Regions from separate parts of the Sus scrofa genome. Here region 1 is linked to region 2. The links are chromatin contacts, called in public HiChIP or PLAC-seq maps. All regions are on one chromosome and are shown on one strand. Each heading gives the region's core, a stretch centred on a gene start, on an enhancer-like site or on the middle of the called end of the contact. The rest is flanking DNA. Distances are from core to core; before and after follow the strand shown. Region 1 overlaps SLC7A2 (solute carrier family 7 member 2). Region 2 overlaps MTMR7 (myotubularin-related protein 7).

Region 1 (5,374 bases), core at 1,383-3,882, 180 kb before region 2:
CGCTCCCGTGGCATATGGAGGTTCCCAGGCTAGGGGTCAAATCGGAGCTGTAGCCACCGGCCTATGCCAGAGCCACAGCAACGCGGGATCCGAGCCGCGTCTGCACCTATACCACAGCTCACGGCAATGCCGGATGGTTAACCCACTGAGCAAGGGCAGGGACCGAACCCACAACCTCATGGTTCCTAGTCGGATTCGTTAACCACTGCGCCACGACAGGAACGCCAATGCTAATTTTTAAAGAAAAATTGAAATGTAATAGATAAAACTAAGTAGTAAAGATGAAAGCCATAAAATTGGGATAAAGTATAGAATAAATTTCCTATTTGTCTCAGCATATTTTCCATTCTACTTCTCTAGTGGGAGTCACTTAATCTGTTTCTTCAGATCCATGATATAATAATCTGTGTGAATGTAACTGTGTTTAAATGTATGTATTTTATTCTGTAAAAAATAAAATTTCACAAAAAAAAACCCTCTTCCTTTCCCCTATTCATTGTTGGAGACTAAGATGTTTCAATCTATCAAATGCTCTACTGGGAGACAATGATGCTTGATCCACTGCTAAGATTCACGGAAGAAGCCAGGTGCCTAGAAGGCCTTGTGGAGAAGAGGTAGAAAAGAATATTTTAAGCATCAAAATAGTTTGTGGAGTTCCCGTTGTGGCGCAGTGGTTAACGAATCTGACTAGGAACCACGAGGTTACAGGTTCAATCCCTGGCCTTGCTCAGTAGGTTAAGGATCCGGCGTTGCCGTGAGCTGTGGTGTAGGTTGCAGACCGGCTTGGATCCCGTGTTGCTGTGGCTCTGGCGTAGGCTGGTGGCTACAGCTCCGATTAGACCCCTAGCCTGGGAACCTCCATATGCCACAGAGCGGCCCTAGAAATGGCAAAAAGACAAAAAAAAAAAAAAAGTCAGTTTGTTGCGTGTGAACGTTGGTTTTTGGAACCTGGCCACACTTATTCTGAGGATCTGGAGAGACTTTAATTTTCTTTATGTAAGTGACCTTTACATGAATGAAGTGGACCAGATGGGGCAGCAGGGTGACAAGTAAGAGAAACAGTCTGAAGCCACGAGGCAACTGGAAACAAACACCTGCACATAGGGTGGAGTCAGCGGCAAAGAAGAGCCTGAGAACACCATACCCTCAGTAGAGGCTGGCCTCAGGGGTCAGAGCTGGAAGAAGTGGGATTCAGAGACTGGCAACTTAGAATTATCCAGGGAAGAGAAAAGGCAGCAGGAATAATAAACAAGAGTGAGACTTTCATTGATATTGCTTAAAGAGAACTCAGTCATCAGTTAAATTTTTTTTTTTCTTTTTACAGCTGCACCTAAGGCTTTAGGAAGTTCCCAGGCCAGTGGTTGAATCAGAGCTGCAGCTGCAACCTACACCATAGCTTGCAGCAATGCCAGATCCTTAACCCACTGAGCAAGACCAGGGATTGAACCTGCGTCCTCACGGAGACTACATCGGGTCCTTAACCCACTGAGCCACAGTGGGAACTCCCACCAGTTTAAACTTTTTAAGAAAAGTTCTGGGTATTCTTGAAATAAGACAGGTTCATCAAATATATCAAACACAAAAATACTACCACCACTAAGACTTTTACTTCTGCTGCTACTCCTGAGAGCTCACACTTATCAAGAGCACTGTAGTTTTTAGGAGGTAGGCTAAGTGCAATACACATGTTAACCATACTAAACTACCCAACAACCCGACAAGGCAGGTACTATCCTATGCCTGGTTTACAGAAGAGAAAACCAAAGCTCAGAGAAGTGAAGCATTAGCTCATGTGTATCAAAGTCAGGACACAAAATCACGTCTGACTTCCCACAGAAAGATACAACAAGGGCCTTAGCCTTCTAGAAGCAATGCCATCAAATGTCACGATTTGTCTATTTTTGTTAGGCCCCTGAAGGTTTTTTTCCTGGTTTGCTCCATCTAAAGAGACACACATGAAGTGCATCTCTCTCTCTCTCTCCAGAGCTCAGAATCCTGGCGAGGATCCCGGGGCCGAGGGAGCAGAGCACTCTGACAAGCCAAGCATCAACCACATCCTGCAAGTGAAGCACAAGCAGCTCTCTGCCAATAAATAGTCCAGTTATGAAGTACATATTCTAAACTCAGATGAAATGCTATGCAGAGCATGTCTGGAGGAAAGAAATTTGTCGCCACTGCTTGGTTAAAAGCCAGTGTTAGCTAATGATTACATCACCTAGCTCAATATAGCTTGCTGAAGAGAAACTCAGAATCGATGGAGCTGCGGGATGCTGTTCCTTTAGATTTGGATATTGCGGGGTGGGGGCGAAAAAAAAAGGAATAAATACTTGAGGCTATCCTCTGGGGACAAAAAAGAATTGAAAGAAGATTCCTTTTTTAAGCAAGGCCATTTACCACAGGCTGTAGGAGATGAAAATAAAAAGTCATCAGTGGGGTCATTCACTGCTCTCCTATCTGCCATCCATTATCTATCGAATCCTCTCAGCCACCTCAGGGGAAATGTCCCATCCTCAGAGGATAAGACTGATGTTCAGAGATGTCAAGGAACTTGCTCAAAATCACAGAGCTTGATTTGAGTCCAAAGTCCATGCCCTTTCCTCTATGCCACATAACCACGTCTGCAGGAAGAAATGCAGAACTCCAGCTGTTCCCAGGCCCTTGGCAGCCCGAGACTCGGCTGATGATGAAGGTCATTATCCAGATGTCATTATACCAAAAATATAATTGGCATACTGGAAATTTAAAACCTCATCTCCAGGGAGCTCTTACTGTGGCTCAGGGGTTATGAACCCGACTAGTATCTATGAGGATGTGGGTTCGATCCCTGGCCTCAATCATTGGGTTAAGAATCCAGCATTGCCATGAGCTGTGCTGAAGGTCACAGATGTGGCTTGGATTTGGCTCTGCTGTGGCTGTGGCATAGGCTGGCAGCTACCGCTCTGATTTCACCCCTAGCTGGGAACTTCCATATGCCTTAGGTATAGCTCTGAAAAGGAAAACAAAAACAAAACCAAAAAAACACCTCATCTCCAATAGACTTGAGCCTCTCAAATGCCTGAATGACTATTACTTAAAGATGGAAAGTGTAATAGTTATTAAAATACAAACAACAGAGAAAAAATTTAAGGACCAAAACAAACAAACAAACAAACAAAACCTACATAAGCATCGTAACTTATGTCTGTATTAAAAATTCTAACATATATTAAAATTCATTACTTCTAGATACAAAAATTTCCAACAGTTTCATATAAGAACACTTCTGCAATAAAAAGGTGAAGACTTTTACTACTTATACTAAAACATATAACACTTATACCTAATATTCTTAGTTCTCTTCATACATCTGAATTCAAAACGTATCACAGAACAAATATGTCTTGGGCCCTGCAAATCACAACTTTCACTTGGCTTAGATTTTCTTTCAAATAGCTTCCGATAATATCACAGACCTTTCTTGTCTACTAAAAAAGTTTTTCTATGGCCTCCTTTTGTGCCTGGAAATAAACTGGTATACCTCACTTGCAGTCGACATTATTTTCTTCATCTACAGAAGGAATCTGTTTGAAGGGATCTAAAGGCGGAAAGAGCAGATACAGTGTGTGTGTATGCAGATATATCTATATATATAAGTCTTCACATAGAATTCCCATCTTAACTTCTTAAGAGCACAGAAACTGCTACTCCAATTCCTCAGTCCCCCTTTTGCATCTCCTCTTGTGTTGTTTGGGGGGCAGAGACCTGAGATCTGTTAGAACCCTCAGAAGATAAGCTTCATGAGGGCAGGAATTTCATCTGACTGTCCTGTTTACTGGTGATTCCAAATTCCTAGAGAATGCCTGACATACAGCCACTCAGCTATATCCCGAATGGATGGATGCTTGGCTGCAGCCATCATCTTTTCCTTAAATGCTGACCAAATGTGTCCAGTGAAGAGTGACCAGGATAGGGTGAGGGGTCTGGAAACCACGTCATGACGTGAAGACAATAAAAGACACTGCTGGTGTTTGGGTGCAATATGCAGGGACATAGCTGGGGCCCAGAGAGGTCACCCTGCTCTGAGTCTAACCAATAAGCTCTTGGAATTACCAGCAAGTCCCTGGACTCTTGGTCTTTCCATCTTTGAAACAGACATTAACAGTAGTGATATAAAGGTGTTAGGCAAAGAGCTATAGAAATATAAGTTGGCCATATTTCTACATTTCACTTCTTTTCACCCTTGGAGGGGGGAAAAGTCTCAGAGATGACCGCTTTCTTCAAACATGGGAACGGCAATGTGTCAGAAGACAATGACTCTATCCATGTTATACTAGAAGATAAAACTAGAAGAAAAGGATATTGTATAAAAAGACTAAGGGGAATTCCCATTGTGGTGCAGCCAAAACAAATCTGACTAGTATCCATGAGGATGCAGTTTCGATCCCTGACTCACTCAGCGGGTCGGGGATCCAGCATTGCCATGAGCTGTGGTGTAGGTTGCAGACGCAATCTGAATCCCTTGTTGCTGTGGCAACCCCTAGCCTGGGAACTTCCACATATGTCTTGGGTGAGGCCCTAAAAAGCAAAAAAAAAAAAAAAAAAAAAAAAAGGACTAAAATGCTGACCCAGTAAAATGCAACACACCCTAATAGTGTTCCTAAAGCTGCCCACCAAGAAAGGTGTCAGACATCTGTAATTTTAAACAGAGGACTGGTGATTCAGAATGATTCTGAAATCTGGAGAATGAGGTTTAGCTAAAAAGGTATTAGCTAAAGTATCTGCCAGCTCAGGCTCTGTGATTTAACGAAACAAGCTCTTTTTTTGTGGCTGATAAACTAAGTTTTTCATGATTCTTTCCCTAGGTATAAACCAAAAGTCAGACAGATAGTTTACACCAAAGTCCTATTGCCAGAAGCCTCCCACCCCATTCAACATCCTCATCTTCAAAAAAAGTGATAATCATGTTAAGTTCACAGTGACTAGAAAATTTTAAAACCCCTAAGGAATGTCCTGACAGTATTGATGACTTTGGAAAAATGTCAAGGGGTGTGACATCATGACATATTCACTATTCAGATCAAATGAATATCATCTGGATAAACCTTTCTCCAGTTTGAAGGTTCACTTTATGCAACAAGTCTATTTTAGTGTTAACAACTATATTTCTTCTTTCTCTCTACTTTTCTCTGTACCCCTGCATGGAACATTTAATTCTGAATAGTGGGTAATGACAGCCTCTACCAGTGCACCTACTATCATCCATAAAACAATCTTCCACAAACCAGGAAAGCACTGTCATTTCCTATTCAATCACAATATTACATGCTCAATACACAATGGAATACTACTCAGCCATAAAAAAGAATGACATAATACCATTTGCAGCAACATGGAT
Region 2 (5,384 bases), core at 1,016-3,515:
TGTTTTTATCCTCAGGATGCTTCACTGGGACAATTCAAAGATTAATTTAAAATTTTTCACCCTTAGCATTATTGTTTCTGTTTTGTTCGTCATGACAGCTAGTTTTTGGATACCCTAGGGCCTTTGATAAAGGGAGGACTTGTAAAAGAAAGTGTCTCCCATAAAGCTAAAGATAGACATGACTCATGTTAGCGACATGGCCAGCTGTTTTTCCATCGGGCTGTAGCTGAGATTTGGCAGTTCAGTATCTGCTTGCAGGTGACAGTATGGTTTCAGGTTGGGTGAGTGCGTTGGTCCTGGCTGCTCTCCTCAGCCACCGTGAGGATCTCTACCTGTTGGGTCCTCGGTTACCCACACTGTTGATTCCACACTTCAGTTACTTGCTGCCAGCATCTTAATCTCACACAATATGCACTCATCACTCCAACATCTACACTAACACATCACATCAACCCGTCTTCCCAGCCTCCCAGCGCCCCTTCCTCCTCCCAGACTAGACCTCTCTGTTCCATTGGCCTTACGCTTCTGCTTTAGACTTTATCATTCCTTAAGCTCTAATTAGTTGAGTTCCTGCTCATTGAGAGAAAATGACCAAGCCCCCCAAGCCTTATATATGGAAAAGTAATATAAATGGGCATATATAGTTTAAAACTTATGTTCTGAGCATTGTGTCCTTAGGCACAAAATTCATATGCAAAGCTAATAAATGTCATTGGGGCATTCTTTTGTGAGGCTGATGCTTGATTTTCTTCGGGCAGTTAGTATTACTGGAGTGTGTGTGTATGTGTACATTCATTTGCATATGCATACATGTTTTTAGTAGCTAGACACACTCATGCACATGTGTGTTTGTATATACTATTATCTATGATGCTAATGCAAGCAGGTATACAGCATTTAGGCTGGGTTGCACCTTGCCATTCTATATTATCGTCAAATTCTTTAAAGGAGAACAAGAGTATTCAAAAATGGCTTATTAATAATTGTGGAATTATTAATTGTGTGGAGATCTCAGAAAATAGCATTACCAACAAAGCCGGAACTGTTTCAAAGAATAAGCATTAACTTTGTTGGTTGTCCAGTGGAGAAGCTTATTTACAGATCTGTCCAGTTAATGTAAAGTGCTCTATAAAGAGGGTCCACGTCAGTTGGCATGGGTGGAGTTAGGTGGGGGGAGCCACTGACAGCAGTGAACTCAACACAGTTCACTGCAGTTTATTCTGTGTCACCATGATGGGCTCTAAGTAAACAGGGCAGACTACAAAATGGGCTTTACCAAACATCCCCCTTGTACAGGCCAGAATTAAGTCCCCTTGGATGGTTGCACCTGCTGGGATGCTTAGTCAAGGGAGATTATCATCATTTTGCTAGTTCTTTGAAGACCATTTCATTGGTTGGGCTTGGCTTCTTGACTTCAGAATGGGAAAGAGACAAATCACACCTGAAGAGAACTCGGTTGTGTGTCAGGCTGGCAATTAAGGGAGTGCCATGTACATGTCAACGTGAGATCTTAGGAGACAAGACCACTCCCACAGGGTTCACATGGCGACTTTGCACCCTCACTGGCCCCACCAGCCCCTGTATAGGAAGAAGTGAGATAAGAAGTATTTAAGGAAGATCATTGGAGGTTCATTTCCTTCCAAACACATTTCATATTTCCTCAGGCACCATAATCATCTTGTCTTTTCTGAGGGTTATGTTTATGTTTGTGGGATACAGCTGCCCTGTTATGTGAAACAGATATCACTGGACCTGGGCATTAAACTCCCGGTTAGTAAGTATGGTTTGCTGTCATCTGTGGCTTATGCCTCTGAGGTCAGCTGAAATGAGCTTTGTTCAGCAGAATGGTTTGTCAATATTGGCTTGGACTTGGCAACCAGAGTGAACAGGTCAGTGTTTCTGCCTTATCCTGAGTTTGTTCAAACAAACTCACCAGTTTTATATTTAAAAATCCAGGAGTTGTTTCAGTCTCGAGTGTCCCCCATCTGCCCATGTGTGTTTATCACCTGCAGGGCTGTTTGTTCTTCACAGCTGCCACTCAGCATTGGGGTAAAATACCCTCTCAGCAGTCACCTTGCAGGAAACCTGGGGAGGCTATTTTGCTGAATGGACTCACGTTTAATGTTTCTGAAAGCAGACATGCTAATAAAGGGCCATTCTTGGTGTGGAAGGAAGGGGGTTGACTCAGGCCAGAGCTCAGGGCAGAGGGCAGCCTCTCCCGCACATTGCAGGGCCTTGTTCTGCCAGCTGGTCCGTCCTCTCTTGCCAAGGCCCAGGTTAGCTGGAAAGCATGGCATCTTTATTTTTAAACTTGCTGTCATTTCCATGCCTGGTGAGAAGAGAGGGCGAAAAGGATCATTTGTTCTTGGACTGAGCTCTAGAGTCAGGTGCCGAGATATCCCTCCAGTTCCCTGGACTTTCTGAAATGAAGGAAGATGCCAGCTAGCCCCAAGTCCCATTGGAACAACCAGAAAGTTTGGCCGGTTCATTGGAAAAAAAAAAAGTGAAAAAACAAAAACAACCCAACTGTTTGCAAGTGAATGCTGTCTGTAGGGGATTTAAAGGCCTCAGTGGGTCCTGAGACACCCCACCACGGGAATGTGAAATGTGCGTGTTTTAGGATTAGGTTGAGCGTCTGAGTCATGGCCAGGGCTGGGACAGAGACCAAGGCTGGTTGTGTGGAGTGCCTGGCTGGTACTGCAGCAGCATCCCCAAGGACAGAGCAACCCCCGAGAACAGAGTGGTGCCTGGCTCACTCTCTCACTGGAACCAGCTCTGCCCATGGCTGCAGATTGAGCGTCTATCTCCATGCTGCTTGTACACCCCCTGAACACATGGGAAGATTTCCTGAGACATCCTGGCTGAATAGCTTTCTGGCCCTGATTTCTGCACATGCTCCTTCCTAAAATACCGCCTGCCTTAGAGATGCTGTAGACAAGGTGTGAGCCAGCAGCCTGTCTCACCTCACCAGGTACCTTTCTGCTGCCTTGCAAAGCGCAAACACCCTTCCAGTCTCATTACGATGCATCATTCCAAGCTGCACATGAGGGTACGTAGTTTTAAAAATCACTGGAGGGGCACATGTGCAAAAGTGTTTGAAGCGTACAAATCAGACTAATGTTCCCTGAGCAGTCTAAATCACTGCTGTCCCAGAAGTGTGAAGGAGGTCAAAGTGTGGACAACATCTATAATTTAAAATTTTCTAGTAACCACATTAAAAAACAATTTAAGGAGTTCCCGTCGTGGCGCAGTGGTTAACGAATCCAACTAGGAACCATGACGTTGCGGGTTCGATCCCTGGCCTTGCTCAGTGAGTTAAGGATCCGGCGTTGCCATGAGCTGTGGTGTAGGTCGCAGACGCAGCTCGGATCCCTCATTGCTGTGGCTGTGGCGCGGGCCAGCGGCTGTATCTGTGATTAGACCTCCAGCCTGGAACCTCCATATGCCAAGGTCACGGCCCTAGAAAAGGCAAAAAGACAAAAAAAAAAAAAAAATTTAAAAAGTAGGTGTATTAATTTTAATAATACATTGCTTTTAGCCCAGTACATATAAAATATTATCATTTCATCTATTAGTGAGATAGTTTTTATTCTTTATTTCATACTAAGTCTTTAAAATTTAGGATATAGGAGTTCCCATCATGGCGCAGTGGTTAACGAATCCGACTAGGAACCATGAGGTTGCGGGTTCGGTCCCTGCCCTTGCTCAGTGGGTTAAGGATCCGGCGTTGCCGTGAGCTGTGGTGTAGGTTGCGGACATGGCTCGGATCCTGCGCTGCTGTGGCTCTGGCGTAGGCCGGTGGCTACAGCTCCGATTCGACCCCTAGCCTGGGAACCTCCATATGCCGCGGGAGCGGCCCAAGAAATGGCAAAAAGACAAAAATAAATAAATAAATAAATAAATAAAAATAAAATAAAATTTGGGATGTATTTTATATGCACAGCCTGTCTCAATTCAGACCTGCCACATCTCAGGGGTCCAGTAGCCGCATGTGACTAGAAGCTGCAACTTTGGATGGTGAAGTTTTTTTTGTTGTTGTTTGTTTTGTTTTGTTTTGCTTTTTAGGGCCGCACCTGTGCCATATGGAAGTTCCCAGGCTAGGGGTCCAGTCGGAGCTGTAGCTGCCAGCCTACTCCAAAGCCACAGCAACTCAGGGGCTGAGCTGCATCTGCCACCTGCACCTCAGTTCACAGTAGCGCTGGATCCTTAACCACTGAGCAAGGCCAGGGATTGAAACCTCATCCTCGGGGATACTAGTTGGGTTCGTTAACCACTGAGTCATGACAGGAACTTCAGCTTTCATAAATTGGAATGAGCCTAATGCCCCCTGCTTCTAAGGAAACCAGCTGGATGAACAAATGAGAAAATGTATATCGTGGCTACCGTGCTTGAACCTGCTATCTGCCAGCATAAGTTATGTGTATTATTTCATCCTTTGAGAATTATCTGAGGGAGGTGTTTTCCCCTCATTGAGAAGATGAAGGCTCAGTACCTGGCCCAGGTCACACACCCGGTGGGGAAGGAGCTGGAATTTGAGAAGCTCATGCCCTTCAACAGTAGCATCTGCTCTTGCCTGCATACACATCATGATTCTAAGGTGTATGGGTTAGTTATATAAAACTAAAGTCTAGGGGAACACAGGAGGGTTTTCTTAAGATGGGCCTTTTGCTAGAAATCTCAGCATTATTTCCTTTATCATTGCTGACACCTCTGACTCAGAATTTAACTACTTGTGGGGTTTTTTGTGTGCGTGGCTCTTATGTTGCAGGAAGTACCAGTGAACTGTCTGTTATCTGGCATAGTTGATAAACATTGTTAATGGTTATTATGTATTGCAAATGCATGATGCTTTCAAAGACTTAACGAAGTTGAATTTGGTCTTAACAAAATTGAATCATATATAAAGGTACTTAAATATAATTCAGTGCACCTTCCCTGTTTTAAAATGAAGAAATCAAGGTCCAAAGGGTTTAAATGACCTGAGCAGAATTATACTGTTAATTACTGACAGAGTTGGAAGATCAGACTCCCTCTTCCCTGCATGTGTCACTGATGCACAGAGTAAAATACACTTAGACAAAATCTATGGAATGTTATTTCTTTTCTTAATGGATTTATAGGATTCTTCAGAAGGGCTTTGTATGTATAAACCCCATAAACTTTGGAATGTTATATTTGTGATAGGTAGACAGAACACTGAGGTCCAAAGCTTTTTCACGCTGCATGTTAACTAAAAGATAAGCTCCTGAGATGAAATTACTTATGATAATATTATGGATGGGTTTGCATACCTGGCTTAGTTTTGAAAAATACAGGTTATCTCCATTCTCAATCAAGGGAAGACCCCCAGCCTGATGCTCTAGGAGCGTTGAGAGGTATAGGTC

Evidence for each region. HiChIP or PLAC-seq counts read pairs in DNA pulled down with a chosen protein or histone mark.
Region 1: an H3K27ac HiChIP or PLAC-seq map of skeletal muscle shows a contact between it and region 2. The contact joins two enhancer-like sites. A contact is called at or near these places in 2 of 47 Hi-C or Micro-C datasets (liver and skeletal muscle) and 1 of 2 datasets of contacts at active chromatin or transcription factors (skeletal muscle).

What each region holds. Positions count from the first base shown.
Region 1 is chr17:5,208,834-5,214,207 of Sscrofa11.1, reverse strand. All of the region lies in intron 1 of SLC7A2 (solute carrier family 7 member 2), which reads right to left. Among named protein-coding and RNA genes, the nearest start is that of SLC7A2, 19 kb to the right of the region's middle. Within about 2 kb of position 2,632, at least 10 of the 83 cell types and tissues checked have an H3K27ac peak or open chromatin away from gene starts, as enhancers often do. A contact at or near this core is called in skeletal muscle, where this site is marked.
Region 2 is chr17:5,026,797-5,032,180 of Sscrofa11.1, reverse strand. All of the region lies in intron 8 of MTMR7 (myotubularin-related protein 7), which reads left to right. Among named protein-coding and RNA genes, the nearest start is that of CNOT7, 79 kb to the right of the region's middle. Within about 2 kb of position 2,265, at least 8 of the 83 cell types and tissues checked have an H3K27ac peak or open chromatin away from gene starts, as enhancers often do. A contact at or near this core is called in skeletal muscle, where this site is marked.